Regions from separate parts of the Mus musculus genome. Here region 2 is linked to region 1. Evidence: chromatin contacts called from public HiChIP or PLAC-seq data. All regions are on one chromosome and are shown on one strand. Each heading gives the region's core, a stretch centred on a gene start, on an enhancer-like site or on the middle of the called end of the contact. The rest is flanking DNA. Distances are from core to core; before and after follow the strand shown.

Region 1 (6,886 bases), core at 1,541-4,040:
GCAAGTGTGGCTGATTCAATTCTACTGCATGAAATTCACATTTCTCTAAATAATTTGGTGATGCATCCATGCAATACACAAAATATTGTCTCTGCATGCATATCACTAAGTCCTTGTAAACATTCGTGATTTTTTTCCACAGAGAAAGAAGAACTGTGAACCATAGAATAGCATTATAAAAGGTTTTTTTATGTATCTTACCAAACTGACTTTCAGAGAGCTAGAAAATAATCTCACACTTAATTATTTAGAAACTCAGCAACTCTTTCTTTTATTTAGCAGGTATATTAGTGATAAAAAACTACTGAGGAGAAGGTCGGTGAAAAAAATTTTGGAGTTAGTTTACTAGTCTGTAGATTACTGATTCCAAATATGTGTTTCCACCAGTCAATACCACTTAGATAATTGTTTATACAGTTACATAGTATAGTCTGCTCACTTTTCTTCATTTTGATAAGAAATTCATGAAACAGCTGTTGGATATTTTGCTAAAGTCTATACCAAAAATTTTCCTATCCATAAAGATATACTAGCCTTTCCAGTGGATAGAAGTTTTATTAGTTTTATATAATAATCTCAGTGAATTTTATTGGTTTCTAATGATTACTTTTTATTTAACAACATTGATATATGGAACTTTTTATAATGATGAAAATGGTCTGTTTTCTGAACTATTCACTATCATAAACAGTAGAGGGTGTGTGTGTGTGTGTGTGTGTGTGTGTGTGTGTGTGTAATGAGTGGTGAAAATAAGCCTGGTACAACTCAATAATGGTTTTAAAATAAAAATAAATCATATAATTTTGAATAATGAGGTGTCAATAGTGGCTGCTATATTGGGCAATGAAGATTTACAGTATATGACAACACTTTTTCTTTATTATTCTTTTTTTATCTTATTCTTTTCTTATATATTACATCTTGACCACAGTTTCCCCTGCCTTCTTTCCTTCTAGTCCCTCCCCACATTCTTCCCTCTCCCCAAGATTCACTCCTTCATTTCCCTTCGGAAAAGAGCAGGCCTCTCTGGGATATCACCCAGTCACAACACAAGTTATAAGACTAGACACAAGCTCTCATATTAAGACTGTACAAGGCAACCCAGTGGAAAAGGTTCCCAAAAGCAGGCAAAAGAGTCAGAGAGAGCCCTGCTCCCACTGTTAGGAGTCCCACTAGAACACCAAGCTACACAACCATAACATACATGCAGAGGACCTAGGTCAGACCTATATAGGTTAGTTCATTCTCTGTGAGCTCTTATGTGCCCTGGTTAGTTGATTCTGTGGACCGTGTTCTTGTGGTGTGACAATTTTAAAGAATAAGATTACTCATGTAGTCTAGTGGGAGTTCAATATTAGTTTAAGAGACTTACCATTCCCAGATGCCCAGGGTTGCTCTCCTAATAACAGCTCAGTCTGGGTTTGTTGTTGTTGTTTGTTTCTGTTTTTTAATGGAAAGTTTTTAATCTCCAGACTTCTCTACAATTTCATCCTTTATAATCTGTGATCCATGGATGACAGTAATTTCTTGTAAGCAGTTTATATCAAGTTATTTTCATACCCCGGGATAATCGAAACTGGTGACATAATTTTTTTCTTTTCAAAGCAAACTGGTTTCATTTTCTCTAACAATGTTTATCTGAATCTTATATTGTGAACATTCTTTTCCTTGATGGAAAAAATATAAAGCAAAATGAATGCTAGACAATTTTGTACTGCATATTTCATCCTTGGCATTATGGCCATCTTTCTTAGAGCCCGATCTTTGCCTACTTTTTCTTCCTGAAGCTGATGTTGCTAGCTGCATTTTCTGTTGCTAATAGCAACCTTTGTTTGGAGCTGCTTCGGCTTCTCTGTAAGCATTTGAATTGCCAGCCTGGGCACTGGTACTCCCGAGTGTTTACCTAGAATCACTGGCTTTTTTTTCCTCTCCAGTATTTTGTGCAATTTGAAAAGTTGAATTCAATAGGAACATGCGTGGCCGTGTGTCTTCTTTCACAATGGCTCCTTTTGCAGCTCTGGGAAACATCACATCTGAGTACGTTTTCATTGACTTCAAACTTACCACGAGTGGTGGCTGACCCCTAAGAGCCAGGTCTAGAGCCGGGGCTGAGAATTCTCAGATGAATTAAATACCACTTTTGCCATTAAAGGATTTACACACTATCAAGAGAATGGGTCTCATGACTTATGTTCCAAAAGCCATGTGCAGAGGAATATACGGAGGGAGAGTGCTAATTATCCTTGCAGACCCTGACGGACAGAGTAGGAGTAGGAATTCTCTGGAACAACCAGGGAAGTCTGTTAAAAACAGAAAATATGGAGTTTGCATTGCAGAGAAAGGTGCTAATGTGGTAGAATGACTTGGTGGGACAGAGGTCAGGAGAAGATCTGCTCTGGAATTCATGAGAGTTCCGGAAGCTGAGGCAGGAATCTGGCTGTTTAGAGACGTGAGATGCGATAAGGCTGGCGCTAAGGAGTGGCTCAGTATCAGTAAGGTATCTTGCATGCTACCCTAAGGAATTTTGATGTAGTCTAAGTAAAACAAGGTGGAAGGTTCTGGAAGAGAGGAGGTAAAGGACTGGAATCCTTCTTTAAGAAAATGATCTGTTTCAGACATGTTAGACCCCAGAAGGCTCCTGCAGGAGAAACGATTCATCAAGTGGATGAACAGGAGCCAGGGTGCTGCAGAGAAGCAGAGCCCACATTTCAGACCGATAAGACTGTATAACTGACGGCTGTGGGGTAGGAAGGGGCCGGAAGGTGACTCACCGGAAGTTGAGTCACTGCCCTCAGATGGTGTGCTGCTTCCATAGCTGTCCACTGTTCCCCCTTGAGTCACCTTCCCTTTAGGGTCTCTGGGTGTGAGATCACGTCTGCCTCTCTCTGCAGACATTTTTCCAATGGCTGGTGTGAGCTAATTGTAGTCAGTATTTTATTCTTCCTGTCCTAGCAGTTCCAAGATGTGATTATCATGCCCAAAACTTCATTTTGAGACCATTCTAAATGTACGGAAGGGTTTAAAAAGTAGTGCATTAATTTCCTCTCTATCCTTGATTCAACTCCCTCAACCCCGATAGCACCTAACAATGCAAGAATGATAAAAGTTAATATGTTTACCTTAAAATTGAAACACTACTAATTATTTCATTTATTTGAATTTCAGTAGCTTTTCTGAATTTGTCTATAGGCTGATGAATGATACTTTTTGTGAATATATATATATATATATATATATATATATATATATATATGCTTATTTCCTGGTATAACTGTGGATTTTTAATATATTCTTAACTGAAAATATTTTTCCTTGAAATATATTCTGATCACAGCTTCCCCTGCACATCTTTTTTCCAGATCTTCCTCACTTCACGTACTTCAAAATCCATGCCTTCTCTTTATCTCTCTCTCTCTCTCTCTTTCTCTCTCTCTCTCTTTCTCTGTGTGTCTCTGTCTCTCTCTATCTCTCTTTCTCTCTAGAAGACAAATGGACAAAGGGGAAAAGAATAATACGAAATAAACAAAAAGAAAGAAAAGACACAAGAAACATACATACACACACACACACACACACACACACACACACACACACACACACACACACACACATAAAACCCACAAACCCCATGAGACCAGAAACAATAATATACAAACAAAAGACCAGTAAGGTAGACAAAAACAAAAGCCCAAATAAAGCAGTAAGAGAAAATAAAATGAGTTTAGTTTATGATGGCCATCTACAGCTGAGCATGGGGCTTGCCTTTAAGTGTGGGTTGAGCAACACGCAGCAAATACTCCCTTGGAGAAAGTAACTTTTCCTTTGTGAGCAGCTGTCAGTTGGAGATTGGTTCTTGTTTGGGGATGAAAGCTTATGGTCACATTCACCTCTCAGTACTGAGACCCCATCTTGTTTGGGCATATGCAGGCCCTGTGTGTGTATGTGTGTTGCTACAGGTCTCTCTGAGTTCCTAAGTGCACCAGTCCCGCTGTATCTGGTTTTCTTAGGGTCATCTATTCCCTCTGGCCTCTTTCACACAATTTCCTGAGCCCTGAGGGGAGGGATTTGATGAAACATCCTGTTTAGTACTGAACGTTCCGAGCTCTCTCACACTGTGCACATGGCCTGCCTGTGAGCCTCTGCATGTGTTCCCATCTACTGCATGAGGACGCTTTGCTGGTGATGGCTGAGCAGAACACTGTGATTTATGAGCACAGCAGGATGTTATTAACAGCCATTTTATTGCTACTATTGTCATTATGTTCCTTTAGCAGAACAATAGAATGTGGTTTTCTTCAGGGTCCCTGACCTATCTGGTCTCAGGTTCTTGGCCACCTGAGCGGTGTCAGGAATGGGTTCCATCTTATGGAGTGTCTCTTAAATCCAACCAGAGATTGGGTGGTTGCTCCCCGCATTGTGTGTGCCAGTATTTCACAGATTCGTATAGATTAGGGTACCAAGAGAGTCTTGTAATATTTGGTCTTTGATTCCAGTTGCTGACAGATAACCCCTCAGACTTTTTATTGAAACATAGTTTTGGTGTGTTTCATACATGAGTCTGATGAATTCTGATTAATGTAACCCCATCCTCTCTCATCTCTGTCACTCTTATTAACGCTCTCCTCTTTCCCACATCCATGTATTTTTCTGTTTTAGTTTGAGGCCCACTGAGATTATTGATCTGTGTGACCATGAGTGGAGCCTTGTGCTTTCATGGATGGATATGCAGCCATAGATGATGAAGATGATGCCTGCCTTTGCCCTAGTAATCTAGCAGTGGGTCAGTAGGGAGGAGTCTTGCCTCCTGAGCTTCAGTGGCTGACTGTTGACATGCCCAGTTGTTTGCAGGCCCATTGCCTTCCCATCCCTGCTTAAACTTCCTGCTCCGACTATTCTCTCTGTTTTCATGTCACTTATGCTTGCTATCCCCTGCCTTATGACAGTCCCCAATCCAGTGGCCCTTCTCTGGTTTCCTGGCTTCTACAGGTACTCAAAGTTAAACACACACACACACACACACACACACACACACACACACACACCTTAAAGGTGTGAAAGTAAGACCCATGTACAAGAGCATGAAGTCATTCTAAGACTGTTATAGATTCCTTAGTGTTTGGAACATATGACTTACACATCCCTTGGGAAAAGTTCCTTGGGATTTCCTTGGTGACAGACACACTTTTTGTTCTAATGAGGTGTTTCTTGGTGTGTTGCTGCATAGTAACCAGGTTCCAGAGAATTAGCCTTGTAGCTAGAAGGGTGGGACTTTCACCTGCACTCACCCCCCAGCCTCTGTGGAGATAGAGGGGGAGAAAGGCTGAAGAGTGAGGTGATCACCAAAGATCAGTGATGCAGTTAACCATACTCTCATAACAAAGCTTCCACAAGACCTCCAAGTGAGAGAGTTAGGAGAACCTTCAGAATGCCGATCAGGTACCTGGACTGTGGCACAGCTGGGGAGACATAAATGCTCACCGCCTCCTCATACACATCTGTCATGTGCACCTTTCCATTTGGCTATCCCTCTGTATCCTTCATTATATTCCATGTCAATATAAAAATTAGAGCAAGTGTTTTCCTAAGCCATGAGAGCTATCTTAGCAAAGCAATTGAATCCAAGAAGGGAGTCACTGATACCCTGATTTATCACAGGTATAAGAAACAGCTTACACCTTTCAGTTGCTGTCGGATGCCGGGGTGATAGTCTATGACTAAATGTTTAACCCGTGGGAGCCAATTCTGGGTTCAGGTAAGTTCTATCGGAATTGTAGTTAGGGCCCATTGGAGAACTGCCTGTTCTACAGGGAACTGCTCTCACATCTGTTGTTTTATGTTGGGTTGTAAGTATTGGATGTATGTAAGTAGTAAAATAATAACTGGGTTTTTCCTCTTTTGCAGCTAATTTGTTAAACATCTTTCATTTTTCTTTGTCTTTCATGATTTTGACACTTTCCAAAGCACCAGTTGTCTTCGTGGGAGATGCTCTTCTTATCATGACTAATATGAGATTATCTTGTATTTCACAGTACACTGTGGATGTATGAACCCTTTTCAATCTTTCATACCAGGATATATATAGTTTCTATGCATATTATTGGTGATGTTTTGATAGCTTCATGAAGATAATATCTGTCAGAGTCTCCACCATCAATTTTCCATTTTCTTGCTTATTACTCAACACTTTAAGGAAGATAATTATAGATATACAAATATACTATTTCTGCTTAAACTTTTGCCCATTAATTTTAACTTCTTTTGGTGGATCTTACCTTCCACAACTATTCCTATGGTTGTCTGATGGACGTTTTCTATGCATTATGTAAAATTCTTCTACCAGGAAGACTTGTCTATTTATACACTAGACATTAATTGTATTGTTGGAAGTATAATCTAATATTACTGTTATTGAACGTCTGAAAATTTTCTGGTCACTGTATGCTTTTAAGGACCCCTTGCCCTTTCAACATGGTTGCGTTTTTACTTCTAACAATGTTCTTAACCTTCTATCCCACAAAGAGAGTGTAGGGTATGTGTCCCTTTCCTGTTTTAGCCCTGGAATCTACCAATTCTCCAGGGAGTGCCCATGACTTTGGAACTTGTTCTTATTGCTTTTATTTTGCCAAGCAGTTCTTCACTGTGGACTGGAATTGAGTCAAAAATAACAGAATGACATTCAGTGCTCTCTTTTCTGCTCCCTCAAAGTTTGGGAAAGAGAAGTTTTTACTAGCACACTATGAATTGAGATTCAACAGATAATGCAACCCTAACAGAACACTGTCTGTTAGCTCTGGGTTATATTTAAGGATGTGCTCCTTACAACAGAGTCTTGTGTAGGCAGCTTATTCTACTTCTTGATATTTCACCCTGGTTAAAAAAATTCTTC
Region 2 (6,886 bases), core at 2,332-4,831, 310 kb before region 1:
CACGCCTTTAATCTCAGCACTTGGGAGGCAGAGGCAGGCGGATTTCTGAGTTCGAGGACAGCCAGGACAGCCAGGGCTATACAGAGAAACCCTGTCTCGAAAAAACCAAAAAAAAAAAAAAAAAAAAAAAAAGTTCTTTTCTCCATTCCATGGTAGAAGCTCAAGGAAGTTTTTCTCTGATAATTTACAGTAGGAACCCACATACAGCTACTACAGGTAATATTTCTGAAACTATAGAGACCATTCTATGAATTGTCGTTAATCTTATTTTGTTACAATCACTGTGAAACTTGCAGGCTGTGGTTGTTGAAGCAGTGTCTAATTGGTTGATTTTATACAAATTTAACCTGAAGCAGAGATGCGTTTGCCTAATATTGTAGCATTGTAGTAGTGCTTTCTGTTGTCTTTCTCTTTAGTACTTGGACCATGAGACGCTGTCAGAGACGTTCATCGACAGCAGCGGACAGTATGTTTCCTCGCAGGCTACAGGCTTCAGTCGGAATGCGTACTGCGGCTATGAGCACCAGACCCTGTCTAGTCAGGAACGCTTAGAGGAGGATGCCTTGCTTGCTGCCTCCAAGTGGAAGGTGCCTGACGTGGATCTGGTCCCATTTGTGAGGAGCACGGACCCTTCCTCCAGCTACTTCGTCATCTTGAACTCTGCAACCTTCTTCAGGGTGGGGAGCCGGCTGGAGGTGCTGGTTCATGTGCAGGATTTTCGAGGGAAGCCCAAGAAGTATGGCGGAGATTACCTGCAGGCCAGAATACACTCGCCTAAGCTGCAGGCCGGCGCCGTGGGCCGCGTGGTAGACTACCAGAATGGATTTTACAAGGTGTTTTTTACTTTGCTCTGGCCAGGCAGAGTCAGAGTGTCCGTATCTCTGGTTCACCCCAGTGAAGGGATCAGAGTCCTTCAGCGCCTGCAGGAAGAGAAACCAGACAGGGTCTATTTCAAGAGTCTCTTCCGATCGGGAAGGATTTCTGAAACAATGAAGTGCAATGTGTGTCTTCCTGGAAGTCTTCCCTTGTGCAACTTTACGGATCTGTCCACCGGAGAGCCCTGGTTCTGCTTCAAACCAAAGAAACTCCCCTGCAGCAGCAGAATCAACCACTTCAAGGGCGGATACACGAAGGGCCTTCTCACAGCTGCCGAAAGTGCTCTCTTTCAGAGGTACGAGGCCTTCTGGCGGGTAATGATCCTCCCCACTGTCTCAGCCACATTTAGGAACCTCCTGTAAGTATTCATTTCTTGTCTGTTTGAACCTTGGCCCCGTTCAGAAGAGGTGTTGAGTAAGACAACAAGCAGGTTTGTACTTTTGCTTACTGTTTTAAAAGTGAAAATTGGTGCTTGTTCAACTTAATTAAAAGACCTTTTTACCCTTTTTTTTTTTTTTTTTGGTTCTTATTCAGCTATGTTTTTTTTTTTCCATTTTTTATTAGGTATTTAGCTCATTTACATTTCCAATGCTATACCAAAAGTCCCCCATACCCACCCACCCCCACTCCCCTACCCACCCACTCCCCCTTTTTGGCCCTGGCGTTCCCCTGTACTGGGGCATACAAAGTTTGCGTTTCCAATGGGCCTCTCTTTCCAGTGATGGCTGACTAGGCCATCTTTTGATACATATGCAGCTAGAGTCAAGAGCTCCGGGGTACTGGTTAGTTCATAATGTTGTTCCACCTATAGGGTTGCAGATCCCTTTAGCTCCTTGGGTTCTTTCTCTAGCTCCTCCATTGGGAGCCATCAGCTATGTTTTATGTTAGAGATGCTACCATGTTTATTGCTGCATAAGCGAGACTATTTATGCACACAAACGGTTAAAAAAAAAAAGGTCCTAGAGTAGCAGGAGATGGCTCAGTATACGCTGGCTGTGCAAGTCTGACAGCCGAGTTTAATCCTTTGCATCCATGTAAAAAGCCTGCCGCAGCACACGTCCATATGCCCAGTACTCCTGTGGCAAGATGGGAGGCAGAAAGCTGAGAAGGATCTAGAAGCTTACAGACCAGCCGGCCCGGAGAATGCGGATAGCCGAAACAAGAGAGGCCCCAAGGCAAAGACCAACTCTCAAAAAGTAGTTCTCGGATCCCATCATCCTCGCCCCCGCTATGGCGTCTGTGTATCCAACGCCCGCCCCCCGACTCCAGAAATGAGGTCTTTGAAGTCCTGTCACTGGTGCCTGAGGATTGTGTGATGCTAAAATTTTGGAGAGAGAGAGAGAGAGAGAGAGAGAGAGAGAGAGAGAGAGAGATATCAGCTTTTAAATACTAAAAATGTTTATGTATAGTAAGACTATGGGTTTGACAGTATACTGTTAACTGACCAAGCATGAGAACCAAGCGAACCTCCTATTTAACGGCTGTTGAAAGGGTTACAGGATTCTTGCCGAGATATCTGTGTTGAACATGAACATAGATCATTTCCAGCACAATGTCTGCATATGGGTAATGGGCAGAATGAAAGCATAGACTCCGTCTGAGTTGAAATCTGTGTTTTCTTCACTTTAGGGATAAGAAAGTGGGGATAGAAGAAGTTGGATAGAAGAAGTTATTGCTTCTGTTCTGTTGTAGCAAGAGAACTAGGGCTTACAATAGCTAATTGAATACGTAAAAAAAAAATAAGTAGGGTGAATTTTGAATGTTTCCATCATGAGCAAGTGGTAAATTTGCGATGATTAGCCAATTTCTTATTGTGTCTTATAAGTGTTTATAATTACTAAGTGACCAAAAAAAAAAAAAAAATCAAAGAAGAAATGACATAAAACTACCTGGTCAAAAAGCACAATTATTTAGAAAGAATATATAAAATGTTTTTAGGGACCTGTTTTTTTTGTGTAGGACGTTTTGCCTGCATGTATGCATGTGTTCCATGTACATGCCTGGTGCTCACAAAGGTCAGAAGAGGGCATGAGATCCGTGGAGAGGCTCACGGATGGTTGTGAACTACCCTGTGGATGCTGGGTATCAAACCAGGTCCTCTGTAACAGCAACAAGTGTCCTTAACCACGGAGCCATCCCTGCAGCCTTTGTAAATATTTTCTTTTTTAAATTGAAAATCTAAATTTTTCAATCCAAAATGTTTTGTTGATATATTCTTTCTTCTTCCTCACCCCCTTCTGGATCTTCCCCTATAAATATTTTTATTTCCATATGAAATGCTTACTTGTAAGACTGTGGTAGAGAGCCATTTTTGTTGAGTTAAATTAGAAATCCTGAAGTGTTAACATTTTATGGTCACTCATTTTGGTAGGAGAAATATCATGTTGAAGCAGTATAGGAGCGTCTCAAATTTTTCAAACTGATTTTCTTTTTTCCACAAGTTAGCTTGTGGCCCCGTCATTCTACCACAAGGTGTCACTATGCCAGTGAACTCGCCCCATGCATTTATTCATCGGGCCAGCAGAGGGAGCACATTCAATGTATTTACTGGATCGTTCTCTAGAAGGCCAGTATTTTGTATTGCTGAATAAAAACTGAAAATGAAACTAAAGGAAAAACAACAACAACAACAACAACACCACACACACAAATCTAAACTTTTATTTATATTTACTTTATTTATTTATTTTTAAGACCGAGTCTCACTATATAAATAGAGACTGGCAGAAAGCCCATCTTGCCAACCCAGCCTAGTAAATGATCAATGTTACAGGTGTGCAGTCTTGCCAAGCTCCAAGGGTTTTAGTTTTATTTCTTTTAATTATTTAAATTAAATTTATTTTTAAAATTTATGTGTACTGTATTTACATATTTTAAATCTTGCATCTAGATGCAAAGATTGCTATTTTTAGTGAGTAAGAGCAGATTGTTTCGTTTCTATGAACTTACACGTGAAGATTATCCAGTTGGCCCTCTCTGGAGTTGTGTCTGTCAGTCTATCTGATGCAGCTCCCGTGAAGAAGGAGGAGGAGGAGGAGCAGGAGGAGGAGGGAGAGGAAAGAAGGGAGCAAAGGAAAGCATTATAATTTGACCAAGCTCCATGTGGGAGGTAGTGGGATAAAAGGGATAGAGAGAGAGAATTGAATAGTGAAACATTCAGAGATATCCCTAACACCAAATCCCACTATCAGAGACAAGAGTGATCGGAAAAACCTGTTGCTACAGAAAGAAAAAATAATGCCCATCCTTATATGCAGTCCCGGGAGCAGTGGGCTAATAGCACATTGTAGGTTGTGGTAGGATCATTATAAAACTCTCTACCTGGGATGTTTGCTTGAGAAAGTATTTGAGGTAGCTTCCATTTTATGGAAACCCAGTGATTAATTTTCATTTCATAGCCGTTCACACTGTTAAAGTAGTAGACCTTTGTAGGAAGGTATCTAAGAAAAAGAACCAATCTTAAAGGTCTTTGGGCATATTGTTTTGAGCTACCTTAAGTGCCCTGAGTGTGTTTGTATTCACGTTCATCTTTTGTCCTGGGCTCAAAGCCTTGTTTAGGTTTTAAAATATTTACAAAGGGATCATATTCTATACTGTCTTTTAGGATTTTATTCCCATGAAGAGAGTCCATGACCACAGTAATTCTTTTTAAAAATTTTTTATTATTTTTATTAGGTATTTTCTTCATTTACATTTCCAATGCTATCCCAAAAGTCCCCCCCACGCTCCCCCCACCCCACTCCCACTTCTTGGCCCTGGCGGTCCCCTGTACTGAGGCATATAAAGTTTGCATGACCAATGGGGCACTCTTTCCACTGATGGCCGACTAGGCCATCTTCTGATATATATGCAGCTAGAGACACGAGCTCCTGGGGGGTACTGGTTAGTTCATATTGTTGTTCCACCTATAGGGTTGCAGATCCCTTTAGCTCCTTGGGTACTTTCTCTACCTCCTCCATTGGGGGCCCTGTGTTCCATCCAATAGCTGACTGTGAGCCTCCACTTCGACCACAGTAATTCCTATAAGGAAAATATTTAATTGGGGCTGGCTTACAGTTTCAGAGGTTTAGTCCATTATCATCATGGCAGGCAGGGAGCATGGCAGATGTGATACAGGAAAAGGAGCTGAGAGTTCTACATCTTGAACAACAGGCCCAGGAGACTGCGTATTGCCCTGGGTAGCTTGGGCCTGAGAGACCTCACTTACTATAACAACTTACAAGGAAGCCACACCTACTCCAAAACAGCCACACCTTCTAATAGTACCACTTTCTGTGGGCCAGGCATTGAAACACATGAGCCTTCTAATAGTACCACTTTCTGTGGGCCAGGCATTGAAACACATGAGTCTATGGGGGGTGGAGGGGGCATTCCTATTCCAACCACAGCAATACTTGGTTACCTTTTAAATCTAGGAAGATTCTTCATCTCTTTTGCTTTTTATGATATGGACAATTTCAATACTGATACTGTGTAGAATGTTGACTAAAATGTTGACTAAATTGAGGTTAAGTATTTTTGAAGGAGAATTATGGAGAAAACTATCCTACAGGCATTTTCATTTTCATTTATTTTTGTGTAATAAACTCCAAGCTCATAAGAGTGGTTTACATGTGCCCTCTTGAAGGTCATCTAGTGTCTATTAAGATATGAAATTCCGTTATCCTCCAGTGTGGCCAGCCCTGAATAGATAGATCCTTTATGACTTGGTTTTCTGTCTCCTGTAGAATGTCTGTTCCAATTAGGGAGGAGATTCTGGGAGTCTTGCCATGTAAGCCAGGGCTAGAACGGTGCCCAGAATATAGAAGAAGCTTACTAATTTTCTATAGAATGAACACATTTTTTTTTGTGCAACTGATGAAGCAGTGAAAATCTGATGGTTCACTCCTGTATCAGGAGGCCGAGCACTCTCCATTTTTAAAGCTTGCTTTGAATGAGTCTAAGAGTCCTGACTTATTCCTGGCTCTGGAATAAGTGTTCCTGGAGTCGCATTCATTGCTGCTGGCTTTCGTTCTCCCGCAGCTTCCCATGCAGTTCCTTAAAAGAAGTTACTGAGCATAGACTCTGGTCCATGGTCTAAACATAGGAAGGTGACGTAGAGAAGCCCCACTCATACCCTTGAGGAATCTATGTTACAGTAAGGGGAACACACACCAAGGAGTCCGCAGTTGCCTGTTCCGGGGCAGGCATCTCCAAGGGACTTCTCTCAGTTCTGGGCACATCTAAGAAGTGTAACACGTGACTTAGTTCATTGTGGACTTGTGGCCTCAAAAACGTGGTCACAAATTAGACATTCTCTGATCCCAAAAGGAAAAAGGAGTTATTCAACCTGAAGTTAGTAATTTTGGATATCTATCTATCTATCTATCTATCTATCTATCTATCTATCTATCATCTATCTTTCTATCTATCTATCTATCTATCTATCTATCTATCTATCTATCTACCTACCTACCTACCTATCTCTATCAATTATTTATGCATGTGCGTGTCTACAGCACTGAATGCATACTTAGTAAATCCATCTTCAGTTTATATAACTTCACTCAAGAGCCCTAGTTTCTTAACTATTAGTCATGTTGGGTAATGTTCGGTGAAAGCATATGTAGTTTTTCACTTACAGGTAAAGACACACAACTGCTGACAAATGTCCCTGAATCTCAATCTAAGCATGTGCTTTTTTTTTTTTTTTTTTTAAATTCCTTCTAAAGTGGTGTGAATATCAAGATGCCAATCAACTCCAGCGGGCCTGACTGGGTGACTGTGATTTCCAGGCGAACGAAAGGTAAAGACAACCGAGCTTGATGTTGTTTCCCCTTTCTTTAATAAAGTCCTTGTGTCCCGAGTGTTTCCCCTGCACGTTCTGCATGTGTACGAACAGGCATGCAGTTCCCTCAGGAGGCAGGTAAGTAAGCAAGCCTGTCAGATCTCCTGGAGCTGGGCTGTCAGCCATGTGGCTGCTAGGAACCCTGTCTTGGTCCCCGCAGTCCCAGTGGACTGGACATGCCCA

Evidence for each region. HiChIP or PLAC-seq counts read pairs in DNA pulled down with a chosen protein or histone mark.
Region 2: a contact with region 1 is called in an H3K4me3 HiChIP or PLAC-seq map of bone marrow-derived macrophages, with 4 times the contacts expected there. The contact joins two enhancer-like sites. A contact is called at or near these places in 3 of 15 datasets of contacts at CTCF or cohesin (CD8 T cells, large pre-B cells and pro-B cells), 4 of 484 Hi-C or Micro-C datasets (bone marrow-derived macrophages, female germline stem cells, nephron progenitors and 1 more), 8 of 115 datasets of contacts at active chromatin or transcription factors (the 230-238 cell line, CD8 T cells, the HPC-7 cell line and 5 more) and 1 of 9 other capture datasets (embryonic stem cells).

The regions. Positions count from the first base shown.
Region 1 is chr16:55,551,280-55,558,165 of GRCm38.p6, reverse strand. The region is part of intron 1 of Gm45968 (a long non-coding RNA gene); the gene reads left to right. Among named protein-coding and RNA genes, the nearest start is that of Gm45968, 28 kb to the left of the region's middle. Within about 2 kb of position 2,790, at least 143 of the 459 cell types and tissues checked have an H3K27ac peak or open chromatin away from gene starts, as enhancers often do. A contact at or near this core is called in bone marrow-derived macrophages, where this site is marked.
Region 2 is chr16:55,860,081-55,866,966 of GRCm38.p6, reverse strand. Nxpe3 (neurexophilin and PC-esterase domain family, member 3) reads left to right here. Exons shown (of 6, transcript NM_001134457.1): 3 at 417-1,171; 4 at 6,588-6,661. Among named protein-coding and RNA genes, the nearest start is that of Nxpe3, 32 kb to the left of the region's middle. Within about 2 kb of position 3,581, at least 9 of the 459 cell types and tissues checked have an H3K27ac peak or open chromatin away from gene starts, as enhancers often do. A contact at or near this core is called in bone marrow-derived macrophages, where this site is marked.